Regions from separate parts of the Zea mays genome. Here region 1 is linked to region 2. Evidence: chromatin contacts called from public Hi-C data. All regions are on one chromosome and are shown on one strand. The core of a region is the stretch at or near the end of the contact, and the rest is flanking DNA. Distances in the headings are between cores, read along the strand shown. Region 1 holds the start of LOC100382247 (putative heavy metal transport/detoxification superfamily protein). Region 2 holds the start of LOC100191928.

What was found. A called contact is a pair of places that touch in the nucleus more often than the background predicts.
Region 1: a contact with region 2 is called in a Hi-C map of tassel, with 4 times the contacts expected there. The contact joins the promoter of LOC100382247 here to the promoter of LOC100191928 in region 2. A contact is called at or near these places in 2 of 25 Hi-C or Micro-C datasets (ear and tassel).

What each region holds. Positions count from the first base shown.
Region 1 is chr8:11,308,875-11,311,615 of Zm-B73-REFERENCE-NAM-5.0, reverse strand. It overlaps LOC100382247 (putative heavy metal transport/detoxification superfamily protein), which reads right to left and starts at 1,438. Exons shown (of 3, transcript NM_001175000.1): 1 at 1,359-1,438; 2 at 1,199-1,274; 3 at 1-737. The coding sequence starts at 1,397.
Region 2 is chr8:10,432,856-10,435,555 of Zm-B73-REFERENCE-NAM-5.0, reverse strand. It overlaps LOC100191928, which reads left to right and starts at 1,276. Exons shown (of 6, transcript NM_001137515.1): 1 at 1,276-1,659; 2 at 1,785-1,892; 3 at 2,075-2,179; 4 at 2,411-2,476; 5 at 2,640-2,700. The coding sequence starts at 1,470.

The sequences.
Region 1 (2,741 bases), core at 189-2,688, 880 kb before region 2:
ATTACCCATCTTGGCGTTCGCCGCCGCCGCCATGTTGATCGCGTTAGCGTTCTTGTGGTTCTGGACTCCTCCACCGCCGCCCATCTTGCCATTCGCTGCTGCCACGTTGACCACATTCACGTTCTTCTGGTTCTGGCTCTGGTGGCGATTGGCTGCAGCGCCGCCGTTACCCTTCTTGCCATTGCTGTGGTTACTGTTGACAGCGACGACGTTGTTCCCGTTCTTGTTCTGATGGTGGTGCTGGTTGTTGCCGTTGCCGTTGCCGTGGAGCCCGAGCTGGCTCATCTTGTCCCCGAGGAACCGGAGCTCCTCCTCGTAGTCGTCGTCGAACTCGCCGTCATCGTCGTCGAACATGCCGTCATCGTCCTCCGAGCTGAGGAGCTCAGGGAGCTGGTGGTGCTGCTTGTTGCCGCCGTGCTGGTTCTTGAACGCCTTGAGGCCCTGCACGAGGCCCCCACCAACCCCTCCTCCTCCTCCTTGCTTCCCCTGGTCCTTTTTCTGGCCGCCGTTGTTGTTGCTGCTCTTGCTGTGCCCATCCTTGCTCGGATTGCCACCTTGCTTCTGCTGCTGTTGCTGCTGGGCCTGCTGCTTCTGCTGGGCACTGCCGCCCTTGTGCTGCGACCACAGCTCCGCGTGCTTGCCGCCCCTGGTGAGCTTCCTGATCAAGGTCTCCGAGTCCACGTCGCCTGTCACCGACACCTTGTGGTTGTCCACATCAATGGCCACCGAGTACACGCCTGCCATCCATGAGATGCAGCAGCAGCCAGCAGCAGAGAGAGAGAGAGAGGAGATCACAGGCTGCTCGTGAGCCACGGTAACTAGTAATTACCATGTACTACTGGCGACTGCATGTCACAAGCACGAGATGTGGGGGCTTGTGCAGTGAGTGGGGGGCTCTGCTGTGCCCATCCATCCGAAAGAACGGCAGGAAATTTCACCTCACCCTAGGGGGTGAAAGTCTGGGCCGCCCTCTTTACCATAGCACAGTTAAAAATTCGCATCATGAAACGAAGTTTTACCGGTTCTTTTTATCTTCTGTTTTCTTTTTACATGAGAAGCCGGGATCTCTTTGTCGTGTCAACGCAACGCATGTTAGCAAGACACAGCAGGGCGGTGTGCTTTTTGGTGGCCGGGCAGCCAGTCTAAGATATGGGCAGTGAAGTGAGTGTCAAGAAAGAAAGAAAGAAAGAAGAAGTACCTTCGATCTTCTGAAGGAGCTTCTTGACCTTGTGCTTGCACCCGTCGCAGTGTATGTTCACCTTGAGCACATGGTTCTGCGAGGAACAGTTGGGTCAGCTCTTACTAAAGAAGCAACGTGGGAGAGGGAAGGAGAGGCAGAGAAAGAGAGAGAGGGAAACCTGGATCTTGACCAGCTTGAACTCGTCGTCTTTGGTCATTCTGTCCGTGGAGCACTACTGTGAGCAAGTCGCTGCTTTTGTGTGTGTGAGAGAGTGACGGAGACTGCTGGCTACTGGGGGGAGAAAAGAGAGGAAGCGGCAGCTGATGGTGAAGAGCGGAGGAGTGATGGTGGTTCTGTTCTTGTTCCGTTGCAGTAGCAGGTGAAGCCAAGCCACTACTACTCTACTCACCTCACTTACCCCCGCCCGCTCACATTTAAGAATGGCTCGGCGACGCTCCTCCTCTCTCTCACCTGCTCTGCTCTGCTCCGCTCCGCTACACTACAACGCATCACCTGTGCCCTGCTGGCGCGCGCGCTCTCTCTCTCTCCTATATGGAGTATATCTCAACCCCTCACGCACGCCTGGGCTTGTCTTGGGCCTCCGTCTCCGGTTTCCCTTGCTCGCCTTCCGCACCGCTTAGGAGCTATAAAACCTGAGAACATTGAAGATGCTAAAATCTTTTTTTTATTAAATTTAAATAATAAGAGAAACTTTTAGCCCCTAGAATTCTTTTCTAGTTTTTTTGGCTCCCAAACTTTCCTTAGTAGTTTATCCACAATTCTCTTCGGGGTTTTATGGCTCCCAATACGTGCTGATGCAATCTCTATGCATCGATGCAACTTCTGCATGAACCCTATCCGAATGGAGTTACTACCTCGGGTCCCACATGTCGGCTGGGGGTTGCAGGGGAGCAGGCGAGCAGTGGCGAAGCCTTGCACCTCGTTGTCTTGTTGGGGTTGGGCCTTGGCCTGTTGGGTGCAGCAGGTGCAGCGTTTTCATATGAATGAGCGCGTGGTTGGTGGAGAGCGGGGGGCCGAAAAGCTGACAAGTGAGAGAGCAGGTGAGGGTGAGTGATGGGGGAGTCCGTGCGAGAGAGAGAGGGTCACTCAGAGGGAGAGAGGGACAGGTGCTTCAGCGAGGAGAAGGGAAGTGAGTAAGTGACCAAGGAATTGAAAAGGCTGGAGGTGGAAGAACAGCGACGCGACGATGACATCCAAAAGCTCTCTGTGAGTGCACTCAGTGCAGTGCTCCTCGTAGAGGCCAGACGAATGCGTTTTTAGGACTCCAAATATAGCATCCACGCATTTTACTCGGACCTCCAAAGCTCTTTGTTTATTTAATATTTTGAGTGATTGGTATATTGGAATTTAATAATTTTTTAACGGGTACGGGTTACTCGACGGGTAAAATTACTCGCGTAAGCACGGTTATGGGTAAGACTTTACACCCGCAAAAATATATAAGTAACTCGACGAGCACGGTTATGGGAAGGAATTGAAAAGGCTGGAGGCGGAAGAACAGCGACGCGACGATGACCTCCAAAAGCTCTGTGAGTGCAGT
Region 2 (2,700 bases), core at 27-2,526:
ATCGGGCGAGAAATTGTACCCGTACCCATGCCCATCGGGTATCCACCGGATATCGGGTATTCAGTGGATATGTTATTGTAGACTAAATAACATTTGTTCAGTGTTATAATAAATGCATAAAATATTTTAGTTTACATCTAAGCACCAATGCAACACGAGAATGACTATATTTGGCTACACGTCGATACAATATCTCAACTCATAATTATGACATCCAATAAATTTAAATTTGAGTACAGAGAATAAAAGCTTAATGAGTTCATGACAGTTGACAATTATACCATTGTCAATGTCTCATTGGTCTCGATTACATTACAATTGACTGTTAACACAACATAAATTAATATTCATTAATCAACAACACATGCGAGTGAGTTTTTCTAGTGAATGTAGCACATTCTTAGTGGATGTAACATATTTAAAGAGGTATATTGATATTTCGGGTATCCACTGGATACCCATGGGTAAAGTATTTTATCCATACCCGACCCGATGTATTTCGGGTATCCGACCCGATAGGACCCACGAGTGAGTTTTTGTACCCGTATCCATATCCAGTGGGTACGAAACCCGCGGGTATCCATACCCACGGGTCCAACTGCCATCCCTAGTATGAGTACATATATATAACCTGTGTACCCCTAATGGCAGTTTCGGTATTAGCCCATTAAACCCCTTTTAGGGTTTCTCAACAGCAACCACTGCATCTCCACATGGTGCTACACCATGGAATTGAGCCCTCCTCCGTGTTCCCATGGATCCAGCGGCGGCTAATCGAACCCTCAATAATACAGACACATACATACACGGACGGACGGACGGACGGACCCCATCCAGTCCGGTCCAGCCAGAGAGGCCCATTTTTTCGGGCATGTTTTGCCGGTGCCCGCCATTTATATAATAATATATATACTTTCTCTCTCTCGGAAATCTCCAGCTGCCTTTGCGTTCTTTATTGGTGGGGAAGGAAAATTGTGTTCCCGAAAAGGCGAAAACACAACGAGTAAAATACAGTACTACTACTGATGGCATGGCAGCCTACTGTACTATTAACAGGGTGGGCCATGGCATGGCAGACGGAGGTTTACGGGGAGGAATAAATGGAGGTGGCGAGCAGAGACGGACGCCACCCCTGCCGTATTCACTTTTCACTCGTTCGTCCATCCTTCCACGCCCCCCACAGAACCGTCTCCCCAGCGGAGCCCGGCGCCTCACGGTCGCAATTTATTGCTTGCGCACCGCCTCGCCGCTTTGGCGTGGGGCGTTTGCCTGTGTGGCGCTTCGCAGGTGCCGTGGCTTGCCGCTTCCTTCGCCGTGCTCACTAGTCACCAGAGAGGGAGGAGGCTCTGGCGCTCTGCTTCTGCTGCCGCTTCTTCTTCTTCTCCTGCTGCTGCTCTTACGGAGATAAGCAGGGGGGGCCGGGCCGGGGCAGGGGGAGGTGACAGCTGAGCTGACTAGCTGAGTGAAGCATGGGGATGGACGCCGGCGGCGGCAAGCTGCCGTACAGCTACGCCGGCCAGCAGGACGGAGGGAAGCTGGTGAAGAGCGTCAGCCGCGTGGAGCCGCGCAGGTTCGGCCTGGGCCTCGTGGCGGGCTTCCTCCTCGTCACCTGCGCCTACTTCTCCACCGCCAAGTTCGACGCCATCCAGATCGCCATGAGTAAGCAAAGCAAGCCCTCGCACCCCCCGTCCCGTCCGTCTCCCCGCCGCCGGCCCCATTCATTCCACGGCGCTACCGCTGACTCTTTCTCCGAACGTGGTTTGTCTCTTCGTTTGCTCGAGCAGCCAGCCGACCCGTCTCCAGCAATGCGGGCGGCGTCGGGGTCGGCTCGCTGGAGGTGGGCGGCGTCGTCGCCGCCGCCGACACCTACAACGCCTCCAGGCAGGGATTAGGTGAGCCGTCGGCTAATCACTCGTCACGTCACTGGGAGGATCTCCTCCTCCAAAGAACAGGGTGGACGGACGAACGAACCAAGTCTGCCTACTCACATTAAGTCATCCCATCATCAGATCAGTGACAAAGGTTACTGTACCACCAATCCACGGCCTGACCTGCCGACCGTTTTCCCGTTCAGATTTGGGCAAGAAAGGCCCGGGCGCGACGTCCATGGCCGACGAGGGAAGCGAGGCCGAGGCGCTCGAGAAAGACGGCGGCAAGGCTTCTTCACCTTCGGGGCCAGGTACACACCACGGGCAAGGGCGCAAAGCATCGCGTGTTGTTGTTTCGAGATGCGTGGCCGTGGCCGTGGCCGTGCTTTCCCTTCCGTTGGGGTCAAGCTGACCGGCCTCGTGTGCACCGTACTCCCACCGCCGTTCCTGCACGCAAATCCCAAAAATCAGATAAAAAAGACTGGTTTTTCTCCTCCCCGTTCTCCTTTCCCCCACTAATCGCGCTTTAGGTTCTTGGTCAGGCGTTCCTGCCGCTCTCCTTCCTCCCGTGTCGTCAGAGGAAGCCGCGAACAGCACGCTGGAATCAGGTGTGAAAGCAACCACTCAACCTCCAACTGCCAGCTTTACTGCCATTAGTATGGCTCTTTCGAGCAAGATAAATGCTCGCCCCGCTCTTTTGTTTGCTTGCTTGTTTGTTTGTTTCCCACTTTTTGGGGAAGAATTGAGGGAATTTTTTGTGTTGATGGCCAGGCGGTCTTGAGGACGAGGAGCTACAGGTGCAGGATGCAGTTGCCAGTGGTTCCAAGAGGAG